Regions from separate parts of the Macaca mulatta genome. Here region 1 is linked to region 2. A link is a contact called in public Hi-C data. All regions are on one chromosome and are shown on one strand. The core of a region is the stretch at or near the end of the contact, and the rest is flanking DNA. Distances in the headings are between cores, read along the strand shown. Region 1 overlaps BTRC (beta-transducin repeat containing E3 ubiquitin protein ligase). Region 2 has its middle 64 kb from the start of BTRC.

Region 1 (6,624 bases), core at 55-2,554, 160 kb after region 2:
GCTACATGTTCCAGTATAACAGGCACCAATGCAGTTTGACTTGAAAAACATTTGATCTCTTACATTAACAGCCCATGTCACTGTAATAGGTGCTACAGCCGGGTTGTTCAGTTTTCTATTATTTTAGCTTTGAAATAACTGTTAGTGCTGCCCCAAAATCTTCGTGTATAAAATTGTATATTGGCCGTCCCCCCAGGACTCGTAAGTAAACAAGGTGATATGTGTGGCCAGAGAGGGGATATTTGTTGGCTTTGTTTTAGATCATAACTGATCCTATCTAAAGATGTTTTCTGTCTGATCCCTGATATTGGGTGCTGCATGACTGTGTAAATTCACAGACTAGCAATATTTTACGGCAGATTTCTGTTTGTTACTAATGCTCAGTGACTATTATGAACTTTCATTTTTTCTGATAATGCAACATTTAGTTTTTATGAAGCTTAATGTTAAAGATCCTGCACAATTTTCCTAAGTATAGCAGTTTGCACAGCAGTTGTTGAAAATGGGCAAGCAAGAATTTAAAGGGAATGTTTGTTAGACTTAAAATATACTTTATTTTAAAATAATTCAGTTGTGGGTATAATTTCTGTGCCAGGAATAGTTTGACAGTTGCAATTAGGCAGAGGTATTAAAAGAACAGAAAACAAAATTCGTATAATCAGGTTGATGTTTTCTTCCTCTTTAAGAGTACTTTTCCTTTTAATAGTGGTAGAATGGCAGCAAATAATTTTAATCCTTCCTTTCTTCCTTCCTCTATTGTCAAGAATCTAATTTTTCTCATTCTTATTTTTTTCTGATACAACATTACCAGGCCACCCAGTTACTGTCTTTGAATTTAACCTGAATTAGACACATCAGCCAGAACAAGCATAATTGGTTGAAAGGCAGCCATCTATCTAGGGAGTTCTTCTAAATACTGAATGTGTCATGCGCTTTGACATGACTTATCTGTAATCTCTGAATACAGAAAGCACTTTCTGTGTTAGCTGTAGGTGTTAAAGCAGTAGTGTGTTTTAAGAATGTGTGCTGTGCAAATTCTGGCTTGTGAGGTAATGACAAGTGTTTGCCTGCATAGACAATATATTTTTTCCCCCCGAGGTCCCCACACACCTAGTTTCCCTCAAGCTCATCATCTCTGTCAGGTTAATCAATAGGCACCGTATGGCAGAGGGTCAGTAATCAGTGTCATCGTGCCTTTAAATCGTGTTGAAAATTTGCTTAAAGCCTGGGCCAATTAACATCGAGATGATGAATGGATGGGAAGATGGGAAGAGCCTGCCGCTCAGGGGCTTTGTGAGGAGGAGATGCTCAGCTGTTGAGCAGCAGACACCAGCGAATAAAATCAGCCATTCATGTGAGCTCAGTCCACCCACTCTTAATGATAATGTCAATCTAGCAAAATATATACACATTGGAGTTGTCACGAGTTCATAAATCAAAGGAGTTTGTCAAAGGCATTCAGATTAACGAGGCAGCAGCAATAACAAGTCAAATTTGCATAGAGAATTGCTCGAATCTCAGTAAATTATGATCCTGTTTTTCATTTGATTATTTGCTAATGTCTCAAGAGGGAGAATGATTATATTAGCATGCAAAATCTACTCCAGAAGTAGAAATCTGAGGTATAGAAGACCAGTGCACTATGACAATTAATCAGTTTCTGCATACTAGCATAAATGCACAAGGCCCAGAAATGAACTTCTTTTTTATTATTATTTCTCCTTGCTACTGATCCAAATGGTTCAGCTTGACAGAGACTTTATATTGCTTTAACAGTGTTCTGAATTGTGCCTGCAGGCAAGACATAGTTATGTAGCTATAACCAACCTATCCATCTGCCAACCAGATTGGAATTCTCCTATCCAAGGCTTCCATTAACCCCCACTGACAGCTCCAAACAGGATTAAGAATTTGGAAGCATAGAAAATAGTTGTTCTTTGCAAATACACACAATCCCTCTGCATTTTGAGAAAGGATGCATCTGTAGTGTTTTATGATTAGTGTCGAACAGTGTGGCGGGGAAAAAGCCTGCTTGGCAGTTTTTTGACTTCTGTCACAGGGAGTAAGGCGGTGCTAATGGAAGTCCTCTTTGGTTGTCCCAGGGAATGTTGTCCATTCTATCTACTCGTTAGCACTGTGCTTGGAATTGGTATATTACTAGAAAAGAGCACTCCTTGAAAGCCTTAACTGGTGGATCCGTTGAGTTTAGCAGCATAGGGAGGCCTTGATGTGGTTGTGGTTTAATAGAGTATGTCAAATGATAAACATGCTGGAGAAGCAGTGTGCATGAAAACATGCCAGAGAATATCTTAGGAGGACACTTTCGGTCCTCCCTAAAATGGGTCCTTGAATAGGATATTCCGATTAGCTTCTGAACTTAAATGACCTAAGTTTTTCGCCATTGTATCCTAAAAGGATTAATTAAAATTTGTTTAAACACACACACAGTGTTTTTTTTTTTTAATGACACCTTTCATTGAAGAGTTTGAGTGATTTTGTCCATGTAACTAAAATATCTGTTAACCTTGTAGAATAGTAATTTCTGTTTTTGTAAATTGTAAATGTATATTTGGAGGCTATTATTAACTTCAAGTCACATAACAAGTTAATGGGAAAAAGTACTAATCCAATTACTAATTTACCATTGAAGCTCACTATGTTTGCAATTAGTTACTAGAAATTGGTCTCAGTATTTTTTCCTTCATGTGGGTTGTCATTCTACACGATGATGAGCAGATGATTTCATTTTTTAAATGTGTTCGAAGTCAGAATTGTAATCCACCACAATTTACCTGCTTTGCTAAAATGATATAATTATCCCAGTTACAGTGTCCTTTGAATCCTCCCAGTGAAGTATGTGGCATTGGTGGGAAATGTTAGCTTGTAGCTTTGGAGCTGGTTATTTTATTTATAACAGATGTCTCTTCAAACAGGCTCAGGCTCTATTGCACCATCCAACCTTGAGCAAGATGCTTACTCAAAGATTATTATAAGTCATTATGGGTGGCTTGACTTTTCATCACTGTGTAAATTAGTTCAATTTTTATTTGATTATATAATAAACTCTTAATTATCCATTTTATCAGGAGTTGTGTGTTCAAATAGATAACTGAAAATAGTAAATAAGCCACTTACTAGGTCATGGAGAATGTCGCCCCAGCTATGAACCTGCTGTGTGCTACCATCAGAACATCTTTACTTCTTGAATTGGGCAGTCAAAAATATAAACAACCCTCAAAGTAAGGAATGCTTTGGTTAAGGGTTGTCAAACTTTGTCTGTAAAGGGCCAGATAATAAACATTTGAAGCTTTGTAGGACATAGCGTCTTTCTTGTGGCCACTTACCTCTTCCATTGTGTGAAAGCAGCCACAGACAAATCCTAAATGGATGGGCATGGCTATGGGTCAGTTAAACTTTATTTACAAAAATATGTGTCAGGCCAGAGCTTGTAACTGCTAGTTCTAACTGATCATACTGGCATTATAAGTAGTGGGACAGTAGGACTGCAGTTGGGCTGCCACTGAAGTTCCTCTATTAAAAACAAAACAAACAAAAAAACAAAAAACAAAAAACTTTTTTTTAAGCTAGCTGTACAGTGTGGGTTTAGGGTTTCAGTTATTCATTGAGCATCTATTATCTGTGTACTTATGTAATGTGTTAGTTGGTAGAGGGAGCTACAAAGACTTTACCCAGTAATCTTTCAGTCTTATTGGTTAGTTGGAAGTAACAGTGCAAACATTTATCTAATTAAGTGCCAGTTGTGTGGATCAAGATTAAAATTTAGTTAAAGAATTTCCAGTAGAGTAAGGTGGAGTAGTTGTATGGTTTCGTAGAGAAGATGACAGTTGAACCTCATTTTAAGAATGTGTAAGACTTGAATAGATGAGATAATCTTCTTGTGTTTATCATTGTTGAGTGAACTAGACTGGAGTTAAAAATCCTTCCAGGCCAGGTGCTGTGGCTTATGCCTCTAATCCCAGCACTTTGGGAGACTGAGGTGGGAGGATTGCTTGAGGCCGTGAGTTTGAGACCAACTGGGTAATATAGTGAGAACTCCCGTCTCTACAAAAAATAGAAAAATTAGCCTGGTGTAGTGGCGTACACCTGTAGTCCTAGCTAGTAGGGAGCCTGAGGCAGGAGGATTACTTGAGCCCAGGAGTTGGAGGTTACAAAGAGCTATGATCATGTCACTGCAATCTAGCCTGATGTGACAGAGCAAGACCCTGTCTTTAAAAAAGAATCAGTCCCAGAATTTCAAGATCCTATCACCTGTTGGTGAGACTATGAAGCAACTTGCTTAACTGGGGCAGAAAAGATGTGTTGTGGAAAATAACTTGGTGTAATATAGTAGGGAATTCTGGATGGTCCTGAAAACCAGGCCTAGAACTTCATGTTTGATTTCATAGAAATAAAGAGCCACTAAAAATACTTTAGGGAAAGACCATTATGACAGTAGCAGTGTTTAAGAAAGATTAACCTGGCAATAGTATTCAATCCAAGAAACTTTTTTTTTTTCTCTTTGAGACAGGGTCTCACTCTGTCACCCAGGCTAGAGCACAATGGCATGATTATACCCCAAACTCCTGGGCTCAAGCGGTCCTCCTGCCTTAGCCTCCTGAGTAGCTAGGACTACAAGCATGTGCCACTATGCCCAGCAAATTTTTTTTTTTTTTTTTTTTTTTGGTAGAGGTAGGGTCTTGCTGTGTTACCCAGGCTGGTCTTGAACTCCTGGCCCCAAGCAATCCTCCTGCCTCTACCTCCCAACAAAAAAAGTTTTAAAATTCACATTATATTCTCTAGCTTTGTGCTGAACCTCTGAAATATAAGATGAAACAGAAACTGGCCCTGCCTTGAAGGAATTTACAGGGTAGTGTAGGGTGGGACGCATGTTCATGTAGAGATATAAAGAGATATAAAGAATTAAGTGCCAATTGGAAGTGAAGTTTTTCTTCGGAGTAATTAATTCTAACTGCGGGTTGGACATAAGGGTATAAACAAAGGCTTCTCAAAGAAGGTATCATTTTAGCTGACTCTTGAATTGGGATTTTTAATAGATGAAGAGATTGGGAAAGAAGTCTGTTAAATGTTGAGGGACTAGAATTAACAAAAACACAGAGATGAGTGGTATTCTTATTTTGGTGAATGATAAATAATGTCATGTAAATGGTACAGAGACTTTGATGGAGAGTTAAGTTGGCTGTCTTATGGATGCTGTACTAAGAAGTTTGGGTTTATTCTGTTATTTCCAAAAAGCTATAAAAGACTTTTGAGCAGGAAAGAAACCTTTTCAGAATGATGATTTTAATGGCCGGGCAGCCCAGTGCTTTGGGAGGCCGAGGTGGGTGGATCACTTGAGGTCAGGAGTTCAAGGCTAGCCTGGCCAACATGGTGAAACCCCGTCTCTACTAAAAATACAAAAAAAAAAAAAAAAATTAGCTGGGCGTGGTGGCGCATGCCTGTAATCCCAGCTACTCGGGAGGCTGAGGCAGGAGAATCGCTTGAACCCAGGAGGCGGAGGTTGTAGTGAGCCAAGGTCACCACTGCACTCCAGCCTGGGTGACAGAATGAGACTCTGTCTCAAAAAAAAAAAAAAGATTCTAACTCTAGTGTATACAATATATCAGATATAGATTTAGGCAAGGATGTCAGAAGGCTTTCTCAATAGTAATATCACTGGTAAGAGGTGTTGTGGGTCTGGACTAGAGTAGAAGCAGTGGAAACGCAAAAGTAGGGTCAGATGTATTAAAATAGATGATTCAAAGGAAAAGTTTATAGACCGGAAATTAGCTAGATATGTTCAAAGGAAAAAAAAAAAGGAATGAGTAAAAACTGAGGATTTAAGTCTAGGATAAAAAGAAAAGTTGGGAGGAAAAGGGCTGACCTAGAAATGAGTGAGGATGGTAAAAGAGTGCTTTAAATTTAGATATGTTGATTTTGAGACTGTTTAAGCTTATCACCTGAATACTTTAATATAATTACTCTATCTTTTTTATTCACCCAAGTTGGTTGTGGAAACATTTTATCCAAAATGCATCCCTGAGGTCTAATGCATGAGCTTTAACATGACCTAATAAAGGTCCTTTATTGACCTTTTCCTACCCAAACCTCTGTTACTGTGTCTGCAGGTGTTACAGCCCAAATGCATCTAGTTTGAAGTTAAATTCAAAGTTGACAGGGAGACTTTTATCCTGCCCTTTCAATTCTAAGCTAGTAAGCACTGAGCTAATAAATAAATATTTGAGTTAATATAAAAGGTAGCAAGTTGTGCACTGGGCTAAGAAATAAATATTTGAGTTAATATAAAAGGTAACAAGTTGTGTAGCAACTTTTACAGAAATATTTTAATATACTATAGTCCCCACTTATTCATAGGGGGTATGTTCCCCAGTGGATGCCTAAACCACAGATAGTTCTGAACTCCATGTATATTATGTTTTTTCCTATGGACACATACCTATGATAAAGTTTAATTTATAAATTAGGCATAGTAATAAAAGTTACATGAATGTGCTCTCTCAAAATATCTTACTGTACTGTACTCACCCTTCTTATGATGATGTGAGACAATAAAATGCCTGTGTGATGAGATGAAGTGAGGTAAATGACCTAGGCATTATGACACAG
Region 2 (6,695 bases), core at 2,583-5,082:
AGCTGGCCCCTTCCCTGCCTCTACTCCACACCACACTCCAACCTCTCAGGGTCTTCTAACCACCCCCTTATCTTGTCTAAGGTGTGACGAAGTCCTTATTCACCTTAATTCTGCTAACACCAAGAGGGAGACTTTTCCAAAGGCTCTGTACTACAAAACTGAAGGAAAGACTAGGAGAGCCAACACTTACGTTACCATGGCCAGGCCCTGTTCTAAGGACTTTTCCTAAGATTTGCACAACAATCCTAAGAGGTTGGGTACCCCTATCTTACAGATGGAGGAAAGGAGGGCCTGAGAATTCATAAACTTTAGCTGGCGAATGGCACAGCGGGGATTTTGATCCAGGCAGTATATGCTTATGCAACACTACTTTCTCCAAAGCAAAAAAAAAAAAGTGTCTTTATTTAAGTTCCTTGTTCCACATTAGACTGTAGGCTCTCTAAGGGCTTTCTTGCCCATCATGGCATTCCCACAGGGTGAGGCAAAGTGGGACAACCATAAATGTGCACCAAAGGGATTCCAAGACAACTAAAGGCCTCCAAGGACTGCCTGACACACCCCAGTGGGCACAGAGGACATGATCCTTCCCCTTGCCTCAGCCATGGCTAGCATGGATGCTAGACTCAGCCACACTGACTGCTGGCCACAAGGAGGCTCAGCTGAATCCAGAGCCAGGTCCGATGAGATCCTCCAGCCCTTCCAGAACTCTTCCATCTTCTCATTGGTCTCCCTTGACCCTATAGGTTCTGACCCAGTCCTGGCCCCCTCAGCTCATCCTTATAGCCCCTCAAGTGCCTGCACCACCTGTCTCCAAAGACAAGTCACACTTCATGAGGACCCTCATGGTCATGCCCTTCAGAGACTGCTACTCCCCAAGCCCGGTGCTCTCCTGCTATCATGGAGCATATTTGTGGTTAGGGCTGGCCCTGCCTTTCAGAAGTTCAGCCCCCTCACCCAACAACCTGGTTTCAAGTTGTCCTAAGGACAAGTGCCCTGGCTCCAGGAGCCACTCTGCTTCACACCTGCCCCCTGCCCACAGCTGACCAAAGACTTTCCTTTGCCACTCTCTCAATACAAGCCCTCTATTGCTCCCATTCCTGACATGAGTTTCCTCCAAATCCCCACACTGCCTCCTGTGACCCACTTAAGAGTCCTAACTCTCTGGACTTAAAATAGAAAACACTAAACACAAGCTTTTATACTTACCGCTACCAGCGGAATAAAGGTTGCATCTTTAGCAAAAACAACATAACCACCTACTAATAATAACAGTTGCCACCACTTCAAAATGGGTGGCCATTGATTTGCCCAGCTCTCCCCAACCCACTTCCTACCTGTCCCCAGGCTGTGGGTCTCTCGGGATGTGTGACGTGTATGACTGTGTGCTGTGTGTTTTTGCCTTCTTGGGAAAAACTCCAAAGTGACTGCTTGCCCTGGGCTCGTCTATAATCTGGGGCATTGATCTTGGCCCATTGATAGCTGATTGTTTTCACACGTGACTCGGTCACATTCCTCTAATCTCCATCCTTCTGCTCGGTTTGCATGACAAGAAGTGGCCTCAGTGGAGAGAGGTCGCTCACCTCTGACCAGGATATAATTGGAAAAAGAAGGTCATTGCCGCCTTCGCTTCTAGGGCAGATCAGCTTCGTTCCATTTGTGTCACGAGTTCTTGCCAGCACACACTGTCAATGACATGGAGACAATGGCTGTGCCCCACAATGGAGCCCACAGAGATGTGCTCAATACAACACAAACACACCCCAGGATCCGCACTCACTCTCATCAGGACAGGCATGTACAATGACACACACACAATAGGTGCTCTCAGTAAATGCTGATGATAACATCAATGATACACCGGATGATGGGTACCCAGTGACATCCGCACACACAAAAAGACGCACAAAGCAATGCTTACCCAGCGGCGCAGGTACCCAGCAACATATACACGCAGTGACACACAGACACATTCATGAGGGCAAATAGCCCAGGCTGAGTTACCAAGTCCAACATGAAAAAATATGTGACATTTTTCAGTGTACCCGCTTGGCAGGTAGCCCATTAGATCTTGTACTATTATTGATCCACTCGGAGCCAAAGCTGACAGTGCCCCACTCCTGGTCTCCCCATGTTCCCATTCCTAGTGCCCCCCCCCCCCACCCAAGGCAGTTTCTTCAGGTAATGTTCATGTGGGACTCTGTATCAGCGTTATCTGGGGAGCTCTGACACCGGGCATGCTTCCAGAAAGCACTGCCTGTACATACAAGCTCCTTACAATGCGTGCCTGCGGGTAAACACGCTTATGTTAAAAATCTCCCTCAAGTAATTCTGCTGTCCTCCCAGGTCGAGAACACTGAGCTGTCACCACCAGGCTCCCCTCTCCAGGGTGGCAGAACTTGCCCGTTGAGGGTGTTGGGCTGTATTTTATTTTCTAACTTAGTTTGGGAAGGGATGAGGCCCCAGAGCTGAGAAAAGGACAGTCAATGGCCAGGAACCGGATGAGTTAAAACCGGGTCCTATAGCTTTGATCCCTGGCGACCCTGGCTGGCCTCCTTAGCGCCCGCGCAGCCAGCACAGGACTCTTCGCGCAGGACGTCCCGGAGACTCGCCCACGCTCCCCAGCCAGGCAGCGAAGGCCCAGATCTCCCAGCGCCTCCACGCCGCGTCGGCAGCGGCCTTGGGGGTCTTCCGGGGACAGTGGTCAGCCCTGGGCCGGGTAACCCAGCCTTTGGGCGCCTCCCCGGGGCTCTGGGGTCCCAGGGCGCCAGGACCAACACCAGGAAAGCCAGAAGTTTCCTTTCTTTGGGGCAGGAGCTAGGGGAGTCGCCCTACGCCCACCCTGCCACGCGGGACCCCTCCGGGAGAGGGCAGAGGGCGCCGGGCAGGGACCAATCTTCGGCGGCGACCGGTCACTCGCGCCCGAGCGAGGAGACCCTGAGATCCGCGGGGAGAGCACAGGGTCGCGCCGCCCTCTGGCGGCTCAATGACAGAGTTGAGGCCCGGGCGGCTGGCGGCTGCGGGGTCTGGCAGCTCCAGGAAAGGCTCCCCCTTGTGAAGAGACGCCCCTACGAGGACTGTCCTGTCCTGTTCCTGCCCTCCCGCTCCCGCTCTCCTTCTCTCCCCTTCTTTATTTTCTCTCTTTCTCCTCCCCCCACTTCTTCCACTCTTCCTGCCCTTCCCCCCTCCCCGTCCTCACTCCTTTTCCCACCCCCGTTCCTTTCTCTCGTCCTTCGCCCACCCCCTCCCGCCCCCACGGGGCAGCGCCTTGGTGCGCCTGCTTGGCAGTTAGCCCGTTAGATCTCTTACTATTGATCCGTTTCTGAGCAAAAGCTGACAGCACCCCCCTTCCGGGCTCCCCACGTTCCCATTCCCCGCGCCCCCCTCCAGGCAGTCTGGCCTGCGCCTCCTCCCACCCCCCACGCGGGCCGCACCGAAGTCTCGCCCTCACAAAGGACAAGAACAAATGTAATTAAAGCGACCGGCAAGGGGGGTGCGCCCCCACCAACGCGGGCACGAGCTAGGGTCCCAGCGGCCGGTGGCGGGCCTGCCACCTCCCTCCCCCGTCCCCGCCCCCTGGAGCGGGAGCATTTGGGTTGAGCTGCGCCTGTCCTATAAATCCACATATAATTCTCGCCTTTCCTGTTCAGCTAAGGAAAATAAACGTGTAAGGCTGTTTCTGGGAGCCCAGCTCAGGGACCGCTCTAAATTCTCCTCTTATTGAGTCGGGGCTGGAAATCATTCAGCTCGGCGGCGCGCCCCAGAACCACCCCCAACCCCCGCTCCGGCTCGCGCCCGCGCCCGCCGCGCACACGCACGCGCGCACACGGAAGGCAGGCTCAGGGTATATAAATATCTCCAGCTCTCCCCATAGCTGGGCAGATTTATTCCGCTGCCAAGCCTGCAGAAAATTGACTTGTTCATGGAGGCGGCTATTGACACATCACCGGGGGGAGGGTTAGGGGAGAAAGCAGTGGAGCCGGCGCCCCTCCATTATACGTTAATGTAATCAGCAGTGTGCGAAATGACTGCGCGGAAAATAGCATCACTGACATTTATATTAGAGGATATTGATGGCAGGAGCTGTGACCGCATCACTCTGCCTCCCGTTTCCACGGATTGACACAGGAGCCTCTTGTTGGCTCCATCCACGCTCGCCTCCCCTCCCCCCTCCCCCTCCCGCCCTCTCTATGTCTCCACCCACTCTGTGTCTTTCCAGCTCTCCCCCTCTCCTCATCTCACCCCCACCCTCCCTATTCACTCTTTGATCACTCATTTTCCAAATAATTCTTGAGCACCTACTGGGTGCCAGGCGCAAGGGTCTCTCCCTATGCCTCCTCTCCCTAGGTTTCTCCCTCCCCCTCTCCCCCACCGTGCCCTTGCCCTCTTTCTCCCTCCTCCCCAGCTCTGCCTCTCCCCTCCCCCTGCCTTGGCTCGATGGCTGGACCGCTGCTGTCACAGCAGATAGATAATTGAAAAATGGGCCTCACCTTTGCAGCCAGCAGGAGTGGTTCAGGCAGTTACCGCCGGGGTTACCTACTCCATCTCAGGCCCAGGCTCCAAAAGAGATTCTGAGGAAATTGGATTTTACATGGATGTTTTATTCGAGTAGAGGCTTTAGTGTATATAAATACAGGCGAGGAGGCCTTGGCGGCAAGGATGAGTGAGGACAGACAATCCCGCCTGGGGCCTCCAGGCTCAGGGGAGGCAGGCGGGCCATGTGCTCAGCTCCGGGTCCCAGACCTGGACATCAGCGCATTCCCCCTCATCATCTGGGACTGAAAGAGGTTAATGCTTCTGAACAGCTCCTCAAAAGCTGTCTTGGGAATAAAAAAGTGTGTGGTTGCTGAGAACTCAGGACAGTATACTGAGAAAAGAAGGAAATACACTGGAGAAGTCTGAAGACTGATTTTTTTTTTTTTTTTTTTTTTTTTGAGACAGAGTTTCATTCTTGTTGCTTAGGCTGGAGTGCAATGGCATGGTCTCTGCTCACTGCAACCTCCGTCTCCCGGGTTCAAGCGATTCTCCTGCCTCAGCCTCCCGAGTAACTGGGATTCCAGGCACGTGCCACCACACTCAGCTAATTTTGTATTTTTAGTAGAGACAGGGTTTCTCCATGTTGGTCAGCCTGGTCCCGAACTCCCAACCTCAGGTGATCTACCTGCCTCAGCCTCCCAAAGTGCTGTGATTGCAGGTGTGAGCCACAGTTCCCGGCTGAGGACTGATTCTTTCAATAAATATTTATTGAACCTTTAACTTTTGAAGTGTTGAGTTTGAGGCACAGGAGTGAGTAAGTTATGGCTGCTGCCTTCAAGAACAATCTAATAGTTTGGAGAATGATACTGGGGGTTTCCTTTTTTTTTTTTTTCCCAGAGATGAGGGTCTCCCTATGTTGCCCAGGCTGGACTTGAACTCCTGGTCCAAAGCAATTTTCTTGTCTCAGCCTCCCATCTAGGGTTTCTGGTTATGGATAAGGAAAGGGAGAGTGAGAAAGCAGATGCTGAGATTGCTTTTCTAGGGAGTGACCAGCTGGGGAGCTTGAATGAAGAGGCAGAAGGGAAAGTGGTCGGACTGGGGAGATAAAGGACCTAACTCTCCAGTCCGCTCTCTGAGCCTGGTTAGCAAAGCATCTAGAGAACTTGGACAATGGTGGACAATGAATCTATAGGCAAGATCACATCCTGGTGAGATTCTCTGGAGGGCCAGGATGAAGGATCATTGAAGACCAAGGTGAGGCCCTCCAGAGAGACCAGGTAGAAGGTGGGAAGAGGGCCTTTGTGGGAGGCCTAAATTGAAGGCACTTGGGCAAATGAGGGGCATCAGAAGACCAGGGAGATGGGATGTGGGTGTGGAGTGGGAGGAGGCAATGCCTGGGGACCTAGGATAAAGATTCTTTTGGCTGGACATGGTGGCTCACGCCTATAATCCCAGCACTTTGGGAGGCCAAGGAGAGTGGGTCACCTGATGTCACGAGTTCGAGACCAGCCTAGCTTACATGGTGAAATCCCGTTTCTACTAAAAATACAAAAATTAGCTGGGCATGGTGGCACACACCTGTAATCCCAGCTACTCAAGAGGCTGAGGCAGGAGAATCGCTTGAACCTGGGAGGCGGAGGTTGCAGTGAGCTGAGATCGTACCACTGCAATCCAGCTTAGGCAACAAGAGCAAAACTCCGTCTAAAAAAAAAAAAAAAAGAATCTTCCAGGGCCTGAATGTCCCCTACCCCACAGGAAGGTCTACATTTCATTCCTGGGCAGGGTCTTTTCTGTGCCCTGTTTGATCTCTGATTAGAGTCTATGTGGCTGACGGGTGCAGCGCAAATCACTTCTGTTCCTTGGAAGGAGAGTCATGAGCCATCCCATGATTAAAGGACTGGAATGAAGGTGAGTGGACCCAGGCTCAGACTGCTCACTGAAGGGCTAGGGGCTTCTTCTGAGCTCAGAGAAGAGACAACAGCTGCCTTATCCCAGCCATATCACTGAAAGCTGGACTGTTCCTCCCCCAGAGCAACATTACAAAAACCCCCTTGTCCTCTGCCACATTGTTATACTGTTACATCATCAGCCTTTGGGGGCAGGACAGGTGCTGGATAGATGATGGCCATCCCTCCAGCTGCCCCACACACATCCCAGGCACTCCCAGATGGCACACTGGGAACTCCAGTCCAGCTGTAGGATGGGAGTATTCTGGGGTAACT

What was found. A called contact is a pair of places that touch in the nucleus more often than the background predicts.
Region 1: a Hi-C map of fetal cortex germinal zone shows a contact between it and region 2, with 1.5 times the contacts expected there. The contact joins two enhancer-like sites. A contact is called at or near these places in 3 of 14 Hi-C or Micro-C datasets (blood, fetal cortex germinal zone and fibroblasts).

What each region holds. Positions count from the first base shown.
Region 1 is chr9:113,524,762-113,531,385 of T2T-MMU8v2.0, forward strand. The region is part of intron 1 of BTRC (beta-transducin repeat containing E3 ubiquitin protein ligase); the gene reads left to right. Among named protein-coding and RNA genes, the nearest start is that of BTRC, 100 kb to the left of the region's middle. Within about 2 kb of position 1,305, at least 6 of the 40 cell types and tissues checked have an H3K27ac peak or open chromatin away from gene starts, as enhancers often do. A contact at or near this core is called in fetal cortex germinal zone, where this site is marked.
Region 2 is chr9:113,360,284-113,366,978 of T2T-MMU8v2.0, forward strand. No RefSeq gene overlaps it. Among named protein-coding and RNA genes, the nearest start is that of BTRC, 64 kb to the right of the region's middle. Within about 2 kb of position 3,833, at least 13 of the 40 cell types and tissues checked have an H3K27ac peak or open chromatin away from gene starts, as enhancers often do. A contact at or near this core is called in fetal cortex germinal zone, where this site is marked.